Regions from separate parts of the Canis lupus genome. Here region 1 is linked to region 2. The links are chromatin contacts, called in public Hi-C maps. All regions are on one chromosome and are shown on one strand. Each heading gives the region's core, a stretch centred on a gene start, on an enhancer-like site or on the middle of the called end of the contact. The rest is flanking DNA. Distances are from core to core; before and after follow the strand shown.

The links. A called contact is a pair of places that touch in the nucleus more often than the background predicts.
Region 1: a contact with region 2 is called in a Hi-C map of blood, with 2.2 times the contacts expected there. The contact joins the enhancer-like site here to the promoter of ETV6 in region 2. A contact is called at or near these places in 2 of 9 Hi-C or Micro-C datasets (amygdala and blood).

The regions. Positions count from the first base shown.
Region 1 is chr27:11,734,171-11,739,385 of UU_Cfam_GSD_1.0, reverse strand. All of the region lies in intron 2 of ETV6 (transcription factor ETV6), which reads right to left. Among named protein-coding and RNA genes, the nearest start is that of ETV6, 150 kb to the right of the region's middle. Within about 2 kb of position 3,330, at least 4 of the 20 cell types and tissues checked have an H3K27ac peak or open chromatin away from gene starts, as enhancers often do. A contact at or near this core is called in blood, where this site is marked.
Region 2 is chr27:11,586,689-11,592,249 of UU_Cfam_GSD_1.0, reverse strand. ETV6 (transcription factor ETV6) reads right to left here and starts at 2,348. Exons shown (of 8, transcript XM_038576801.1): 1 at 2,143-2,348. The coding sequence starts at 2,175.

The DNA.
Region 1 (5,215 bases), core at 2,081-4,580, 150 kb before region 2:
TCCCTCAACCCTCTTCTTCCCTGATACGATTATAATTTGCTAGAGTGGGTCACAGAACTCAGGAAAACATCTACTTCCTAGATCACTGGTTTATTATAAAAGGACGTAACTCAGGAACAGCCAGTTGGAAGAGATGCACACAGAACACAGCATGGGGAGAGCTGTCAAGAGCAACCATGGCCTCTCCAGGAGCATCATTCTCCAGCACCTCCATGTGTTCACCAACCTGGAAGCTCTCCAAACCCTCTTCTTCTAGGTTTTTATGGAGGGTTTATTACACAGGCATAATTTATTAAATCATTGGCCACTGGCAACTGATCTCACCAGGGTCAGGGGAAGAACTAAAAGTTCCAACCCTCTAATCGCATGGTTGGCTCCAGGGGCAACCAGCTCCCATCCTTCTGTGCTTCCAAAAGTTACCTCATTCACTTAACAAAAGAAACCTTCTTCGCTCTCATCATTTTCGAAATTCCAAGGGTTTCAGTTCTATGCCAGAAATGGGGACAAAGACCAAATATATATTTCTTATTATAAATCATAACATCACACCTACTCTCTCCTATGATTTTCTCTTAGTACCTTACTGCCTGCTATTATCCTCGTCAATGTGGCTTTCTAGTACTTTGTCAGATCCTTTTTTCTTCTAATGGTATCCTATGGGGGAAATGGGTGGTGAGGGTGGAGGTGGTATGATGGCAACTGTGGAGGAAAATATAAAACTCATGTTAAAGCTGCAGCTACTCATATGGCAACAGTGGTCTGTGGGGCCCAATTCCATTCCCCCTGCACCTGTCAGAGATGAGACTTTTTGACCACACTAAGTATACCATACTTGTTATCAAATGTTTGAGAACAATTATCTTTGCTGCCAAAAAAGTGATTTATATTGAAAATTCTAGGCATGCCTTATAGGTATTCTTTTTCAAGCAAATTTTATGTTTCTCTTTCATGATCCTTTCATTGATTTATGGGTGGGTATATCACTGATGATAATTGGGGAATGGGACTGCAGGGTGCAAAAGGAAAAATATATGCTCTTATTACTTTAGAAGAATGTGTTAAGGTACCAGAAAAATATAGGTCAAATAACTGGTTTCTCAAGTTCAAGAAGTAATTCCTATTTTCGCAAAACTTCTTAGGGCAAGAGAAAAGGTGATTTGATACCACCCACCATTATTTTTTCTAAAAAGGAAATAAAATCTGTCAGTCCAATAAAATATCCATTGCTCAGATAAATAAAGATCCCTCTAGACAGGTGCATCCTGTTTAATTGGGAAGGTAGTTAGTTTACATAGGTACACTTAGGTAAAGATACCCCTTTTTAAATATGATATGTTCCTGCCTGCCAGTGAGTAAAATCTAATGTGGGTTATTTGGTTAGTCTTTACATATTATTTGATTATGTGACTATCCTTTTCCTTCTCATCCACTTTCCAACAGGCTCCAACAATGAAAAACTTTTCATTTCTAAGGTTTCAAGGTATAGCTGTCAACCTAATAGCCTGGAGCTTCTCCTACTCATGCCTATTGAGCCCTGCAAATGCAGAAGCCCCACCTAAGAGCCACTGTTTCCTAACCGGAAGCCCAATCATGCACGTATTTATTGAAAGTCCACGTAAATCTGCCTGTACTTTTCTTCACTTCTACCAATTTTTTCTGCTACTACACATTCATGCATGTGCTTACTAAAAAGTAATGTTTGAAATAAGCTATCAAAATCCACCTACTCTCTAGTGTGTATTTATTTTCTTTGAAATCCTTTAAGATCAAAGCTAAGTAGATGCCTGCTTCTACTACAATTTCTGACTGCAAGTCATTTCTACGGAGCTATAAAAGGTAATACAATGACATCAACTACGTCAGTTGTATGTGAACCACACTGCCTATTTGTAGATAACATTAGAGCCTATTACCTGGCAATCTGATATTGGTGGGTTTCACAATCTGCCTACCTCATTAAAACTCAGAATAAATTCTAGAAACTTAAGACCTTTGCCAATGATAGTTCTGCCCATTGATTTGACTGGTGGGATACCATCAAGTGATTATTATACATCACTGCTTTCCTTTAAGAAATGTTCAGTGACCAGCGATATTAGCAATATCAGGTCATGAGATAAGGCTGATTCTCAGGCTCAAAGGGTGAACTCACAGAGCTGAGTTCATTGGCTTCTCTGGTCCTGGCTGGCAATAGGCCAGGAAGAGCACCAGCTACGCGTGTTAAGTTAGAGTCCTGACACTTGTTAATTTATCCCTGCACTGCAGATGTAACTCTCTGGCAATTCTTTAAAATAACAAATATATTACAACTAATGTGAAAATGTATTAAAGCTTAAAAGTTCCTTGATGACAAAAGCTTCCTCTTTCATATTTTAATATCTGTCATCTATAGTGTTTAGTACATTACCAAGCACAAGAAACTTTTTTATATGAAGACCAGATAACTGCTTCATTATCAACTTACCCGGCACGGGACAAATGTGTGTAGTGCTATCCACTACCTTTCTTTGTTGCCTGCATCCTCTATAGTCTCCACCTACCAACTGATGAGCTTCTAACCCAATCTCCATGCAGTATGAATTTTTCAGCACAGCTAGAATACTCCCAAGTTCTTATCTTTTAACCTTTGACCACCTTGCGAGTCTATCTTAGCCTAGAGTGTAGCTAATTGAAACTCTTCTGTTAACTGGGCTTTTGGGACCCAGAACAATACCACTCAGTTGGTTCCTACTTTATACCTTTCACTTAGTTGACTTCAAAGATTATTCCTCAACTTGACATTTTGATTTCACTGTTCTGCTGAGAGGCTACTGTGATTTGTCACATCTCGGAAGATCAAGTTCAGCAAACAAGTATGACAATTTTAATTCATGATGCCATTTAATGCCTGCCACTCTATGAGGTCGAGATTATGTATGTGCCTGGCTTACAAAAATAGAACCAAGATTCCGAGGCCCAAGTTGTACAGGGAATAGTCATGGCTGCCTGTGGTCCTAAGATTAAAGCCAAAATCCCTAATGTGATGATGCCTCAGTCTATCTCAGCATCTTTACCCCCTTGTAGTTCTGTAAGCTGACACTCTGGTTTTCCATAGCAAATTCACCAAATGTCATTTGGCTGGGCTTTCGGTTCTTTGAAGATCAAATCCTCTAGTGTCAGGGTTTTCACACCCTCTATTTTCCCCTTCATAAAAATAATCTTACCTCTTCTTTACCCAAATAACTCCTACTAAGCTTTTAAGCCTCCTCTTAAATGTATACCATAGACTAGACCAAGTTCCTGTGCTTTATGCTTTCAAAACACCCTGTAGTGCTGCATCAATGCACACACCCTCAAGTGTAACTATATAAATGAGTCATGTCTGTGTCTAACCTGGCTCCTATCCCAGGTCCCACTAAACCACAGCAGAGGAATAAAAAAGGTACAAACCCATAAGAAGGTAGAATGGGAGAAGAAACCATGGCAGTGGAGAGAGGTACACAACATTTTTGAGGATGGACAATTCCTATCAGATTTGGCAGCATGGAACAGCTGAACCCTACCTGCCTGCAGGGGGAGACACCAGTAAGACACAAGCTGGTTTTCCTCACAGAATCTCAAAAAACCTCAGAAACTAGATGCTCCAAGTTCCTCTGAAGGCAGGAAGAGAGCAGGAGAAACTACCAATAAAAGGATCCGTGGCATGACTGTATTCTGCTCTCCCCCAGCTCAGCAGCTGCTCCCTCTGGTAGATGAGAGAACATCTGCTTGCTTGAATCAGGTTGAGTCAGAGAGCACCAGGTCCAGCAGAGATCAAGGATTAGGAGAACACAGGGGAATTCAGTGGAAATTTGTGTAATGAATGATAAAAGCTCAAGTCCTTTCTCAGCTTGGCTCCTTACAAGCAGCAGACCACAAGATTTCTTTGGAGGCAAACTCACTTGTCCCAAAGACTTTAAGCATCTCCCATGACTGAGCCAAATTACCAATCAGCTGGACCACCATAGTTGGACTCACCAGGCATTAAGCCCCACCTGTGCACACAGGACTGCCAATTGCCTTTTTGAATAAACCCCTAAGAGCTGCCATCCAATTTTTCAAAAATCACAAGTCGAGTGGTGAAAAGTGCTATGAAGGAAAATAGTGCAAGGTAAAGGGGAAGGGGAATGAGGGAGGGCGCCATTTTGGAAAGAGCTATCAGAGAAGCTTCTCTAAGGACATGATATCTGAGCAGAGACCAAGATAAGGTAAGGAACATGGGAACATCTGAAGGAACAGTCTTACAGGGAGGAAGATAGCAAGTGCAGAGGACTGAGGTAGGAGCATAGTTAGAGAGTCCTAAGAATAGCAAGATCAGTGTGGCTAAAGAGGAATGAACAGAACAAAAGGTAATATAGGGTTAGAGAGGTTTACAGGGTCTGGATCATACAGGGCCTGGTCGTTCATACCGAGAATTCAGAGTATTTCTAAATGTGACTGGAAGCCAATGGAGGTTATAGCAGTGACATGACACAGTGATTTCTATTTCACAACAGACTACTCTCCTTGTTGTGTGGGAAATGGACTATATGGCTACTGTTAATTCCTGGTAAGCCTCAATCTCCCCTTACGTTGTAAGCAACATGAAGCCTGGGTCATATCCATCTTGGTCACTGATATATATACTTAGCACCTCACAGTATATAGCAGTCATACAATAAATTAACTGTTGAAAGAATGAAGAGAACAGCAAAAGTAGAACCAGAGATTAGTTATGATTCCAAAGCCCCTGGTCCTTCTAGTACACTAATTGGACTTCCAAAAAAGATAAGGATATCTAGCATAGAGTCCTGTAGTACTTTAATACAATTTTGATGAAGATCAGGATGTTCTTCTACTACTACTATTGATAATATTATCTTGGTTCCATCTATAGATATTACAACATCACTGTGATCTATTTTAAAGTAAGAACGGATTGAAAATGGCAATTACTCTTATGTAGACAAATGGTGCTAATTAGTGTTTATAATGACAGTCTCTCTATTTATAACACATTCCATTTAGTCTTATTCTATAATATAAAATCAAATAGAAAATCAAAAGTAAGTCATATTGCAAAAGTACTTAAACAGGCCCTATCCTTCTGACTGTCCCAAAGTAAATCACTGGTTTGCATTTCCATATGTAAAGCTTATTCTAAGGCATTTTTACAAAGATATCTTTCCTAACTTTTGTAAGTATATCACAGGCAGCG
Region 2 (5,561 bases), core at 1,099-3,598:
GCAATAAGGAAAAAAAAAATGATTATGCAAACTATGGCTGCAATTTTTATGTCACATTTAAGACGGCGTTCTGCCCAGGTTTGGGATTGGTTCTGTATGTCTGAGTAAGGAAAGGGGGCTGTTGTACTCTTCCCACTAGAGTGGGATAAAACGAGCTACTCAGTAGCACTTCTGCCTACAGCACACAAACATAAATAAGCCCATCAGAACAGTGGGGATATGCAGTCTCTTTAAGAGAGGTATCAACAAAAGTCACAGAAGGATTGCTTTTTGTTGTTTTCACCCTAAAATTACTGCCCCATAGCTGGTCCAGGTTTTCCTGATGTCAGATTTATTGCCATTGAGCTAAATACAATTTACTGATTTAATACCCTATTATTTAGTTACCTCTGTTTGTGTTATGAAGTGTCAAATTAGATTATCTATACCGTGCTCACTGTAGAATCTAATTAATACAGCAAAAGAAACTAGTTTTGAAGTATCAAAGTACCTTAAATTATTTACAGTGACTCCGCCTCCACCAAAGACACTCTGCTACCCCCAGGTATATGCAAACACAGAAGCCCTAAAGTGCCACTGGGCATTTTTGTGAGGCAAAAAATAAAACTAAAAATAAAAAAACACAAAGAAACCCAACCCACTTTTTTAGTTCACATTAGCCCTACATTAAAATCCATGAAAATCTCACCTGATGAGAAACACTAAGATCTGAGTATAATCATGAAAACCTAGTAAGCAAATATAATAAAATACTGTTTCCTTTAAAAAGATCCTATTGGAACAGCAGTGTTGAAACAGGAAAGGTTTGTCTAATTCCCCACAGATGAGGAAAACAGGTTATTTGTTCATTGTTTCTGCAGCGTCCACTCAATGAGCACATATTAAGTGGGCCAAGCAGAAAACAAACTTCAGTGGCTTCAACCTTTCACAGAAGCAGAAGGTTTTTCCACCTGGGGACTGATGGAATAGTAAAATAAATAACAGCGCACAATAAATGCAAGCGACGGGAAAAATAATTGGGGGAAATGGACAAATCATCCTGCCTCCTCCCGGTGGCAAACTTTGCAACTTTTTAGAAGCAACAAACCACAGCACCACCAGCTCTATAGATACAGATATATATACATGTACACACACGACTACTTGGAAGCCAAATACTGTGTTTGCAAACATCCACCATCCTGCATTTACAATTCCTGCAAAACACGGGCAGAAAGCGGGGCGATTTCTACTTAGATATCCTCTCTGCACTGTCAAACGGGGAAGGTCACTTTGGTCACTTAGATCCTTCTCTCTCTCTCTCCCTGCATCACAGGAGTTTTCGACTTTGGGATTACTCCACTTTTACACGCATCGGAGTAAAATAACCATTCGGCAACTTTATTTACCTCGGTTTAAAAAAAAAAAGAAAGCGAGAAACTCATTGTGCAAATGCCCAGGAAAAGCTGACACCAGGGCTGTCTCTCCAACAGCGCTTGCAATTACCATCAGAGGAGGGAGAAAAAAAAAAAAAAAATCCAGTCTGATCTGACCCAAGCAGTCATTTCAAGGGATAATAAAAAAAATTTTAAATTTAAAAAAAAAAAAAAAAGGATTGCATCCCCAACTGGGGCTGAAGAACTTTTTGTTTCCCCCCCCTAAGGAGACCACCCCTCGGGAACAAAAGTTACATTTCAGTCATATGTTGGCAGCAGGAGTAGGAGCAGGTTTTGTTGTTGTTGTTGTTGTTATTTATTTATTTATTTTACAAAAGCGCACTAATTACGGGGGTGTTTTACAGTTCTGGAGACCACTCGGGTTCCTCCTGGCCAATTGCGACGGGCATTTAATTGTCAAAAAGAAAAGGGGGGGTGGGGCGGGGCGGGGGGCTCGGAGCCGAGGGGGGCTCGGCGGGGGGAGCCGCAAGGTTACACGAAAGGGTACGGCCGCCGCCGCCGCCGCCGCCGCCGCCGCCGCCGCCGCGGGGCTGCATCTCCTCCCCGGCGCCCCCAAATCATCCACTGCGACCGGGGCCACTGCGACGGCCCCCTCCGGGGCGAGGAGCCCCGCACCACTGCCCCGGCCGGCGCAGCTCGCAGCTCGCAGCTCGAGGTCTCCGAGCCCGGGGAGGGAGGCGGGGGGGGGGGGGGGGGGGATCTTTACCTTAATGCTACACTGAGCAGGAGTCTCAGACATGTCTCACAGCGAGAGAGATCAGGAAGTTCTCAGTTTTTTTCCACTTTCCTTTCCTCTCCCCAACCCAGAAGCGCTCCACGGCCGGCCGGACGCGGTCATTTAAGAAGTTTCTTGCAGCATCGCTCCCGGCAGCCGGCCCGGGGGTCCGCGAGCGCGCGGGGCGGGGCGGGGCGGCCCGGCCGGCGGAGTCGGGCGCGCGGGGCGGCGGGGGCGTGGGAGCCGGGCCCGGAGCGCGGCGGCGGGGTCTGCAGGTCGCGGCGCGGCGCGGCGACCCGGGGCGCAGCCCGGCCGGCCTCGCGCTCTCTCCTCCCACCCGCGGCCGGCGCCCCCGCCCCCCGCCTCCCGCCGCTCTCCGCGCCCGCTCTCCGCGCCCGCTCGCTCGCTCGCTCGCTCGAATGTTTTCCTTCCTGGAAGAGAGAAACTGAAAGGCAGAACTGAGAAGGCTCTTCGCTCATTGATCTTGAGAGTTTCAGTGCAGAAACTGACGTGAATTCCCAGCACTGAGCTCTGCCTCTTAAAGGAGCCACCAGGAAATAAAAGCTCGGGTTACAGCCCGGCATCGGGGAAATAAAAGCCGGGCGGGGGGAGGGGGGCGGCGGCGGCGGAGGGAGCCGGGACCGGGCCGCGCCGCACAGCCCCCCGCAGCGCGGCCCACGCGCGCCCGCCGCCGGCCCCGGGGAGACGCGGCCCTGGGGCCCCAGAGACCGCGACACAGGTTGTTGGGGTTTTTTTTTCTTTTCTTTCTTTCTTTTTTTTTTTTTTTTTGGAACGCCTCCCACCTTCCCCAGCTCCTTCTCGGAGACACCCTGAAATGCAGCAGGGCGCCTTCCCCGCACCCCGCAGCCCGCACCCCGCGCCGGAGCGCCGGGAGGCCGGGAGGCCGGGAGGCCGGGAGGCCCGGGGACTAATCCTAGAGGAAGGGGCATTCCGGGAAGGACGCGGAACCCGGAGGAGGAAATAAAACAATAGCCTTTGTTCTGCTTCTCGGCCGCGGCCTCTTTAAGAGAATCCACCAGGAAATGGGAGCTCGGGTTACAGGCTGCTCACGGGGAAACGTGGGAGCGCGAGCGCCGGAGCGCGACGCCGCCGGAGACAAAGCGGGGGGCCGGCGGGCTGGGGGGATTCCCCGCGCGGGTGGGCGCCCCGGAGCCGGCGGGCGTCGGTGCGCGCGCGCGCCCGCGGGGGGGGCGGCGGCCGGGGGGGCGGGGGCGGGGGGATGCGGCCGCCGCGGGCGCTTCCCCAGCCGAGCGCGCCGCCGGGGAGGGGAGGGAGGGGAGGCTGCCGGGCAGTTATCAAAGGCCGTTGGGCTCCTTTTCCTGACCCCCTTCCTGCCCTGGCGAAATCCGCTGCGCATTTAAAGAAATAGCAGCCGCCACCAACCGACCTAGGTGACGCGACTGCAAAGTTGACAGGACGAGCTCCCGCGCAGCACGCCCCGCCCCGGCACCGCTTCTCCGCGCCGGTCCCGGGCCGCCTGGTGACCCGGGGCTCCTGCCGCCGCGGGCGGACTCGTCGGCCGCGGGAACAAGCGCGGGGCGGGGGGGGGGGGGGGGTAGGAGCCGGCGCCGAGGGTGGGTGCCGGCCGGGGCGCGTGCCGCGGGGCGCTCTGTTCTCGGTATCGTGGTCCGTGGCCTCTTCGAATGCTCTCAAGCGTCGGCTGCAAAACGCAGAGCGGGATTTATGCTTTACAGTCTGGCCCCTGCTGATGACACACACACAAGGGTCTTAGTGTCAGGATGTGTGTTACACTACAAATATATGATAATGATACGATACGTGTAAATATGTATCCCGTTTGCGTCTGTCTACATATAAAACGGATTTCCCAGATGCCCACCCTACAAGGTGTACCCCACTCGCTTATCTCCAATGCTCTACATCATAATATGCCTTCAGACCTCCGCGCGCTCATCAGAAGGACGTTGGGAACCAGAACTGATTAAAGGGATTGGGGTGAAAAAGAGTTCTGTTGATGGAAAGGTGGGAATTATGGGTTTTTCCGAGCCTTCAGGGATCTTACCAGTTTGGGTCACATTTTACTCCTATGGTCCGCAGGAGGTCTCCTGTCCACACCAGCTCCTCTGCCTTGGGCCACCTGCTATCCATCTCTATCCCACATCCCCCACCCCCAAAATGATCTAGCTGCCTTTGATCCCTTTACTTTAAGTTGCAGGCATTGATTCTGATGTCCTATTCCTCGGTTAAATCCTATAAACCTCTATATCATTTACCTACCGATAAGATCCTCGACAACTGTCAGCTTCTAAAAGGTGGGGAATAGTACCCATCTCATAAGATTCTTGTATTCAATGAGCAAATATGTACAAAGAGCTTAATTACCTGAGTACTTGCTATGTATAATCTGTGCTCGATGGTAGCTACAATTATTTAACCTCAGGACTGAATTAACTCTCGACTTACATTTCTTTTTATTTTTTAAGGTTTTATTTATTTATTTGATAGAGAGAGAGAAAGAGCAGGAGCAGTGGTGAGGGCCAGAAAAAGAAGCAGATTCCCTGTTGAGCAGGGAGCCAAAAGTGGGGCTGGATCCTGGGTTCCAGGAAGTGGGTTCATGACCTGAGCCAAAGGCAGACACTTTGAGCCACCCAGTTGCCCCTCAACTTCCATTTCTATCTCCTCTTTACCTTCTCCAACTGACTCATGGAAGTAGCAATTTGAATTAGAAAGTATGTGATTCCAAAGCAAAGCAACAGTTGTGGAAAACTGTGCATTTAGATCGGAGGTTGGCAATCTCTTTCTTTTTTTTTTTAATTTTTATTTATTTATGATAGTCACACACAGAGAGAGAGAGAGAGAGGCAGAGAGACATAAGCAGAGGGAGAAGCAGGCTCCATGCACCAGGAGCCCGACGTGGGATTCGATCCCGGGTCTCCAGGATCACGTCCTGGGCCAAAGGCAGGCGCTAAACCGCTGGGCCACCCAGGATTCCCTGGCAATCTCTTTCTGTAAAGGGCCAAATACAAAATATTTTAGAGTTTGTGTGCAAAGAGGCAAAAATGAGGATATTATGCAGATGCTTACATAACAAGAGAGAAAATATCCATATTATTAGTGTAATAATAATAATTGTAATCAGGTCTAATAATGAGAGGAATGGGATTCCTTTTGGGGGAGGATAACATTTTTACATATTTGAGCACCAGTTCGGAGTAAGGGTTCTCTATCATCAAAACTAATTGTTTGTCTGTTAATGCTGATCTGTAATGAAATTGTACATATTTCGTTTTTGAAAATATCTTCTCACCCAGATGCATACTGACAACCCATGAGCATATGGTTTTACTTAAGCATATTCATTGCTTAGAAGGCATTTATACAATGCTGTTTGAACTCTATTAAGTCCTCTTGATATTTCCCCATAGCAT